Regions from separate parts of the Mus musculus genome. Here regions 1 and 3 are each linked to region 2. A link is a contact called in public ChIA-PET and HiCAR-type data. All regions are on one chromosome and are shown on one strand. Each heading gives the region's core, a stretch centred on a gene start, on an enhancer-like site or on the middle of the called end of the contact. The rest is flanking DNA. Distances are from core to core; before and after follow the strand shown. Region 1 overlaps Plekha5 (pleckstrin homology domain containing, family A member 5). Region 2 overlaps Gm30215 (a long non-coding RNA gene). Region 3 overlaps Plekha5 (pleckstrin homology domain containing, family A member 5).

Region 1 (2,758 bases), core at 254-2,753, 170 kb after region 2:
CCTCAGAGATCCTTCAGTCCACGGGGATGCAGAAGCTGCTAATGAAAGAGAGATTAAGGCTAGAGACAAATTCACACTGGTTCATCACGGTTCTGAATTCTAGGAGGAGAGGTAAAGGCAGAAGGGTGAAGGCCTCATCTCTTCCTAAAACTCAACTCTTCCCCCAGCTTCTGCCTATCATTTGTTCTGGGCCAGAAAGGATGGCTCTTCACCAAAGGTAGGCTATCCACAGAAACAAGAGACAGAAATCACATCTGATCACCATGAGCAAGATACAGTAATCAAAGTATGAAACCTAAGCACACTTTAACCCAGCACTGCAAGTGAAGCCAACCTGCCCAGCACGTCAGAGGAAGCAGGCTGATGACGCTACGTACTTACCCTCTGGGCTCTTCTTCAAGACCCCGTCCTTTCTGGACTTTAATCCACTGCTCTAGCTGTTGCATTGAATTCGTTCTCTGAATGACTCGGTCGGCCTCTGTGGCTAGGGGCCCTGCATTTGGGTGACTCCCACCCCGGACATCTGCCAAGCTGACATTCACCGCTTTGCCGTCAGAACTATTCACATTGATGGGTCTGTAGTGTACATTCTGAGGTGGGCAGTCTGGCCCGCTTTCATATTCTGATAGCAGGGAGTTCAACTTCACACTGTTAATTTTTGTTAATGGTCTATCTTGCCCGTCCTTCTGAAATCCGTATCTTTCAGCTTCTAAGGCCCTTTTTTCTTCAATTTTGCTGATTTCCTTATTCTTCTGATGGTTTTGGACCTCGGGTCTAATGAGAACTCTGTGGTTGGGAATGTTATTGGTTTCTTTGGTTGATGCACTGTCAGTTGTAATCTTGTCCACTCTGAAAGCAGAGGAGAGAGCACAGTCAGTAAATGGGACAGGTGTCTAGCCCAGGCGAGTAACTTTCCTGAGGGCAGGCAACAAAGGAACAGGCAGAGCACAAGCTGCCGCAGGCAGAGCCTCGGAATCACCGCATTACCATGCAGGCTACTACTAGAATGCAGGAGAACACTGCTAGGCAAAACCACCAAGACAAATGCACCGTGCCTCTGTCTGCAAACCCAGTAAACGCTGTCTCTTACCATTAATGGTTAAACCACAGCCCACTTAAAGCAGCCAGCAACTGAAATAACAATGTGGCTCTCAGTCATGAAGGTCAGCTCATCATGAGACACTCATGAGCCTGGCGGTGGAAGCTGCTGCAACAGGAAATTATAGTCTGATGCCACCAAAGAGCTGACCCCAATGAGACGCAAGAGGACCTGTGTGCCTCGGAGTGATGTCACCATGTTGCCCAGGTTGGCCTCACACTTCAAGTGATCCTTTGTCTCTGCCTCTCAGGTGTTGTGGCTGCTGACATTACAGGTCTGAGACATCAGACCCAGATCGCACAGTTTAGGAGCTCTCAGGGCCAAGCTGTTCATGCTCAGTGCACAGCTTTTGTTCTTTCCTTTAAAAAACAAATGATCTCACTATGTAGGCTTGGCTAGGCTGGAACTCACCGACATTGTTTGCTTCTGCCTGGGATTCAAGGCATGTCCTACCAAGCCCAGGGTCAGTGGGCATCTTCACTTGCTAACTGCATCTCTGGGCAAGGTTCAGCAGCTTTACACTGTAAGCTTTTTGGTAGATAGAGTACCTTCAGCAATGTCAGAGGCCTGTCTGACAACCAAAGGACAACTGCCTGCTTATACTGCTTTTACTGCTGGTCAACTGTTTCTGGGCTGCCGAGTTCACTACTCAGTTGCTAGAGCTTTTTCTGATGAGAGGCTGTATTTCTGAGCCAATCCTATCTAGGCTTTTATAAAATCAAGGTGAGTGTCTGAACCCACATAAACTTGTCAAGATCACTGCACTCATCATGAACTAACAGATGTGGTCTGCCTCCTGCATCAGCACACCATGGTACTACTGAGACCCCAAGGGCTACGGTACTGTTAAGTTCTATAACATGTGGAGAACATACATATCACATGTCTGTAAGTTAAGAAATATAGATTCCATAGACACTCTGGCACGGAGCTCCAGCAAGAGTGAAAAGATAAGCGCCTTCATTTGGAGTGAAATAGCAGAGACCTAAGTCACACGGCTAGATCAGATACAACAGCAGACACGGGTGGCATGGGGTAGGGTGGGGTGGACCACACTGACAGCCTGTGGGGCTTCTTCCCTTCAAAAAGGAAGCCACTGCGAAACTGACACCTAGGAAAAGTTCAATGAAGTCTTCATGAAGGGGTTGTTTAGCACTATCCTTAGAAATGTAAACTAAGTTCAGTAAATTACAGCTACTGTTTTAGACAATTGTAATGTTTTCTCCAAATACTTATCACTGAAGAAACATAAGTATGTAATGACTTTTTTTTTTTTTAAATGGAACAAAACTGACTCAGAAAACCATGAGAGCATAAACCACAAGAAATGCATCTGATTTAGGAAAGCGATGCTTAGGTCATGACAGCAGAGAAGCTGGAAACGCGTGACCACTAAGAAAAATGGTAGGTTCTTCAAAATCAAGAAACAGAACTGCCACCTGAAGACATGTGTGGACATGTAACTCCAGTGTGATGTGTAGGGTCAGGAGTTTAAGGCCATCCTTCAGTTTATAGTAAGTTTGAGGCCAGTCAGGGTTACATGACAGTTGGACTAAAAACCAAAACAACCAACCAACAAACAAAAATATACTAAAACAAAAAAGAAGAAAAAATTATGATCTAGCAATCCTACCACTGAGAATCCATCCAATTAGTATG
Region 2 (2,731 bases), core at 65-2,564:
GCTCTTAATTTAATAAGGAAGCAAGCCCCATTCCTTGAGACCACTTAGCCAAGGCCGGGTACCAGCTGCCTTAGGTCAGCAGAAACACCCATAGCTTTTCCTCCTTAGAAGGCGGCCCTCCGCCTGTGGTTACACACCTCCCACCCCAAAGGATTCCTGATGGGCTGAAGGAATCACAGACCGCAGGGAACCTTCCTTTGTCTCATGGAGATGGCTTAATGTCCTTTCTTAGGAAGTACAGTTTTCTACTGACCAAGAGATCTGAGCAGGGTATCTGTAGTGCATGTCCCTGCAGGAAGGAAAATATGTTGTCAACACATGCAATCCAACATGCACTTGGAGTACATTGTTGTCTGGGGTTTGCTTGTGTTTCTTACTTTTGGGGGTTTTTTGATTGTTTGTTTGTTTTAAAACAGTCTCACTCTAGCTCAGGCTGGCCTGAGCTGGACTTACCACCACGTCATCCAGGCTGCCTCAAACTCTTATGATCCTCCTGCCTCTGCCTCCTCAGCACTAGGTCTATAGCCATGTTTCACTCTGCCTAGCTTGAGTTGCTGTTTTTTAAGCAGTTTTGTGGTGTTGTTGTTGCTGCTGCTGTTGTTGTTGTTGCTGTTGTTGTTGCTGCTGTTGTTTTGTTAGCCACCGCCCTGGCTTCCCTCAGGACACAGACTTGCTTGCACTCTCACAGCCTTGAACTCAAAAATTTGAGACCAGGCTGGGTAACAGAGCATAACCTCTGTCAATAAGAAGGGATGGGAAAGAGGACGATAAAGAAGAGGGGGAGAAAGGGGGAGAGAGGAGCGAGGGGGAGGAGGGAGGAGGGAGGAAGGAGAAGGGGAAAGGAGATTTAAACTAGACAAACATGTAAAGCAATATAGTGTGTCCTAGAAACCCAGAGGAACTTTGGACATGCAGATATAGTTTCCCCCAGAATTATATTTACCAAAACTGGATAATATGTGTCATTTTTCAAGCCATTGCCTAAAATTCAACTACACACACACACACACACACACACACATATATATATCAAGTGAAAGAAAAAAATTCTCATTAACCACAAAATTCAAAACGATCTAGGCCAGAGCTGTTGAGAATAAGGTAACAGCAGAAATTAATCATTAAGTTACAAAGAAAACTTGCGAAGTTAAAAGCCGTCACCCCAAACGGCGTTTTCAGGGTAATGATGTTTCAAGCTGCAATTTCAGAGACGTTTCCTGTGCATGTTTTTGCGGTTAAGGTCCCTGTTTCTGATGTGCACTTTCAAAACCAAAGGCACGTACATTTACAAAGCAATGCCAATGTAGAAAGAAGAAAAAAACCCTTTTCTTTCCACCAATGTGTACATGAAACACTAACCTCAAAGCGTTCCTATGCTTGAGCAAAACAGGATTCTGAGTCTCTCCTCCCCCACCCTCACTTCGAGGCCATCTCCGTGGAGAGACTTCCCACAGGAAAGGCTTCTTAAACTCAAGTGAAGGCAAATCTCAGCAGACAGGTCTCGTCAACTGTGTTTGCCCCGAGGTAAACCACCCATCCAGCGATATTTCCACACACCTGCCCATTCTTCATCAAATGTAATCCCAAAGTGTCCACTTCTCCCTGGGTCTTTGGGTCTGAAGGCTCCTACATCACAAAAACAGTAAATACAGTCCTTAGACTTTTATCTTGTTAATCTCTCTCTCCTTGTACAGGGTGTGACTGTTTATCTTGACAATTTGACTGGATTTGAAATCTCCTAGTGTGCTCCGGAGGGTTTCCCAGAGAGGTTGGACAGAGGAGCAAACATCCACCGTGCATGTGAGCTGCACCATCCACAGACTGTGTCCTGGGTGAACAAGAAGCTGAAAGGAAGAGAACCCCAGCCTTCATCCCTGGTTCCTGACTGCTGGTGACCAGCTGCCTCAGCCTCCTGCTGGCATGTCCTCTCCCTCCCCAGCTCCCTTAAACTGTGAGGTACAAGTCCCAGCCTTTCTTGAGTTGCTTCTGTCAGACATTTTGTCTCAGCAGCCAGGAATGTTGACTGCAAGTCCTGCGTGGGGTGAGGGAGACAGTACCTGCCTGTCCTCTACAAACCTTCCACGTCACAGCTCATCCTAGGCCAACAGGCAGATTAACAAGAATGCAGCATGCAGCTGGACGTGGTAAGACCTTTGACAAATCAAAAGAAACTAGAGGCCCAAAGAGTCCGTGAAACCTGAGCATTTAAATTCACGTGAGGTTGGGAGCCAAATACGGACTTTTGAGAAGGAAGAGGACAAAAGCAACCGGGGAGCTGCTCACGGCAGCACAGATGTGTCTCTGTGCCCCGGTGGTCAGAAACAAGGATGCTTCCCTCAGCGATGAGACAACCTCGCTCACGGAGCTCTTATCACCTGCTTCCTCAACAGGCACAATTCCTTCCTGTGTTTTATCCGGCTGAAGAGATAGCTCAGTCAAGGAAGTACTCATCACACAAACATGTGGTCCTGAGTTTGATCCCCAGAACCCATATGAAAAATGTCAGGCACTTGGAAGGCAGAGATAGGATCGTGCCTGGGGCTTAAGGAACTGCTAGACTAGCCCATTCCAGGCCAGTGACAGACAGCAAGGTGAATATGGACTAAGGAACAACAGCCAAAGTTGACTCTGGCTTACCCATACACAAATGTGTGCCACACACACACACACACACACACACACACACACACACACGCACGCACGCACGCACGCACGCACAAACACGCGCGCA
Region 3 (2,700 bases), core at 54-2,553, 200 kb after region 2:
GTTATTTTTGCATGGCTTAGACATACTATCTGACAGAACTAACTTACAGGAGGACTGCTTTATTCTCAGTTATCTGCATTGCATCATGTCAGGGACACCATGCCCAAGCAGCTCGCCTCATGGAGGAAGGACCACGGAGTGTTAGAGGCTGAGCGAGCACACCATAGAAGAGCAGGAAGCGGAGGAAACAACACACAGGGACCAGGGGCCAAGGAGCCTTCGAGGGCCAACCTTGTAAAGCTTCCAGGGCTTTCCAAAATAATAACAACACTTAGTGACCTGGGCTCAAGTATATGAACATTAAAACCATGACATCCGGGCTGGTGAGACGGCCTGGTTAAGAGCGCTAACTGCTCTTCCACAGGTCAGGAGTTCAAATCCCAGCAACCACATGGTGGCTCACAACCATCCATAATGAAATCTGATGCCCTCTTCTGGAGTGTCTGAGGACAGCTACAGTGTTAAAAAAAAACAAAAAACAAAAACCATGACATCCTATCCTGTTTTAAGGAAACAATCAAACAACTATAAACCTGGAAACAAACAACAACAACAAAAACATCAGCTACGCAGATGAACAAAATAATGTACTAAAAAGCAACGTTGCCATTCCTCTCATGCACCTGGGTTACATGTGATCCCGTAGTAAAGCAGGACTTTCAAAATCAGACAAAAACCTAGCTCAGCGTTTGCAGCATCACACAGTGGTCCAGGGGCTCCACAACGCACTGCTCCAAGAAACAATGAAATGAAACAAGAGATCTGCTCCAAGAGTCTCCACCTGGGGAGAGGAAGAAGGGACAAGGCAGCCTAGCACTTGGTTTATGACATTATGGCGCTTGTGAAGTCTCTTGCCCTCGCAACAACGAAGACGAAGACGGCTTACTCACTGTTTACAGTGTGGTCAGCCACGGGAACAAAGGGGAGAGTAAGATAAAGTCCCTCTTTCAAGGTCACCACAGGCCCAACTGACAGCTTAATAGGAGAAAGCGGGCTGTAAACAAATCATTAAAACATAACCTGGTTTGAGAGCCCAGAGGAGGAAATGGCTAATGGCCTGGGGGATATGTGGAAACTGCTTAACAAAACGAAGGCCATCCGACTATTTCAAGATGAAATCCATTAGGGGTAGCTATGCTCGGAGCACACACGTCAGCAAAAAGTCTAAACTTCTCACACACACACACACACACACACACACACACACACACACTACCCACTAGCAGACAAACTATTTACTTACAGAAAGATGACTAACAATAAGGCAATTCTCATGTGCCTTGTACAATTCTGCCCAGCAGGTCTCAGGCCTGCACTGATCACATGGTCAGGAGAAAGCCAAGAAAAGCTGTGGAGACAGACAGCCCACTACACTGCTGAAGCCAATCAACTTCAAATCCGTGGGGAGTCCTAAACCTCAACTAATCCCAATTTTCTTTTCACGTATCTCTAAAGTCTACCGCAGGAGCCGCGCCTCATGAAGACAGAAGAGAAGGCCAGTGAGGGCTCAGGTGGTAAAAGTCATTGCCATTTTGGCCTCATGACATGAATGCAGTCCCTGAGGCCGATGGGAGGAGAGAACCAACTCTCCAAAGTGGGTGTACATATACAAACGAAAACAAAGCATTTCTAAAAACCACAGCGAAAGGTTCCACTTGGCAGTGGTTAGGCTCACATGCTGCCCTAGCAGAGGAGCAGGGTTTGAGTCCCACCACTCACATGGCACAACCATCTGTAACCACAGAGTCAGAGGACCGAACCGCTTCTGGTCACTGTGGGTACCAGGCACATAAACGGTAAAAAGATACTACACACGTCCAGCCAAAACACAATATGTATCAAATGGACAGACAGACGACAAACAGGATACGATCTACAACCAAAAACTAGAGTTCAGCAGGGGTCTCATAAGAACTTACACCAGCACCCGTGTTTCACTCAAGCACAAGGCACGCCTGTGAGACACCCGACAGCCCAGCGGCCACACTGTCAGTTTTGAGTCCTTACATACTTACGATTTCACTTCTCAGTGGATTGTAATCTTGAAAATGCTACCCCTGCCCTTGACTTACTTGATCTATCTGGATTCGCAACATTCACTCTGCAAGAGATTTATTTCCAAATACCTCAATCTGAAACCCGATCCCATCCATCATCTGGGGCCAATTTATTCATAATTAATATTCAATATAGAAGCTCTTGTAATGGGAAAGGAGCCCTGTTTCTAGTATTTCCTCCCAGTACCTAACACTACGGTAAGACAGTAAGTGTAAGGTGTCTCATTGGTTAGTTAAGGATTTCACCCCCTTAGTCATTTAATACAAATCTTTCTGATGTGGAAATAGTAGAATGCGCTTGACCTTGTGGTCCATGCCTGTGAGCTCAACTCCCAGGAGGTGGAAACTGTGTTTAAAAAAAAAAAAATCAAGAATGGGTGTGGGGGTGAGTTTCCATTGTTTCAGGTTGCTGTTCTTTTAGAGATAAAACCTCACAAAGCAGCAGACGTCTGGAATAAGTACTTGGAAGAGATGTAAGAATCCAGTCAGTCCATAAACACCTGCTTAGGAAGAAACCAATTATAATGAGAAAGCCCCTCATACCACTAGACTCGTCCTCTGTAGGGAGTGGAAGCTACTAGAACATACTTGCTAACTAAGAGAATCCAGAAGCTCTGAATTTGAGACTATCCAGTTCTCAGGT

Evidence for each region. ChIA-PET counts read pairs in DNA pulled down with a chosen protein or histone mark. HiCAR-type assays count read pairs that join an accessible place to other places.
Region 1: a contact with region 2 is called in a HiCAR-type map of Th17 cells, with 2.7 times the contacts expected there. The contact joins two enhancer-like sites. A contact is called at or near these places in 1 of 15 datasets of contacts at CTCF or cohesin (CD8 T cells), 1 of 484 Hi-C or Micro-C datasets (CD4 T cells), 6 of 115 datasets of contacts at active chromatin or transcription factors (CD8 T cells, T-cell acute lymphoblastic leukemia, Th17 cells and 3 more) and 3 of 9 other capture datasets (adipose tissue, liver and pancreatic islet).
Region 3: an RNA polymerase II ChIA-PET map of memory CD8 T cells shows a contact between it and region 2, with 5 read pairs. The contact joins two enhancer-like sites. A contact is called at or near these places in 3 of 484 Hi-C or Micro-C datasets (CD4 T cells and embryonic stem cells) and 5 of 115 datasets of contacts at active chromatin or transcription factors (effector CD8 T cells, embryonic stem cells, memory CD8 T cells and 1 more).

What each region holds. Positions count from the first base shown.
Region 1 is chr6:140,541,811-140,544,568 of GRCm38.p6, reverse strand. It overlaps Plekha5 (pleckstrin homology domain containing, family A member 5), which reads right to left. Exons shown (of 31, transcript NM_144920.3): 11 at 382-849. Among named protein-coding and RNA genes, the nearest start is that of Aebp2, 80 kb to the left of the region's middle. Within about 2 kb of position 1,503, at least 42 of the 459 cell types and tissues checked have an H3K27ac peak or open chromatin away from gene starts, as enhancers often do. A contact at or near this core is called in CD8 T cells and Th17 cells, where this site is marked.
Region 2 is chr6:140,706,829-140,709,559 of GRCm38.p6, reverse strand. The region is part of intron 4 of Gm30215 (a long non-coding RNA gene); the gene reads right to left. Among named protein-coding and RNA genes, the nearest start is that of Gm30215, 28 kb to the right of the region's middle. Within about 2 kb of position 1,314, at least 51 of the 459 cell types and tissues checked have an H3K27ac peak or open chromatin away from gene starts, as enhancers often do. A contact at or near this core is called in CD8 T cells, Th17 cells and memory CD8 T cells, where this site is marked.
Region 3 is chr6:140,507,579-140,510,278 of GRCm38.p6, reverse strand. The region is part of intron 3 of Plekha5 (pleckstrin homology domain containing, family A member 5); the gene reads right to left. Among named protein-coding and RNA genes, the nearest start is that of Plekha5, 85 kb to the right of the region's middle. Within about 2 kb of position 1,303, at least 67 of the 459 cell types and tissues checked have an H3K27ac peak or open chromatin away from gene starts, as enhancers often do. A contact at or near this core is called in memory CD8 T cells, where this site is marked.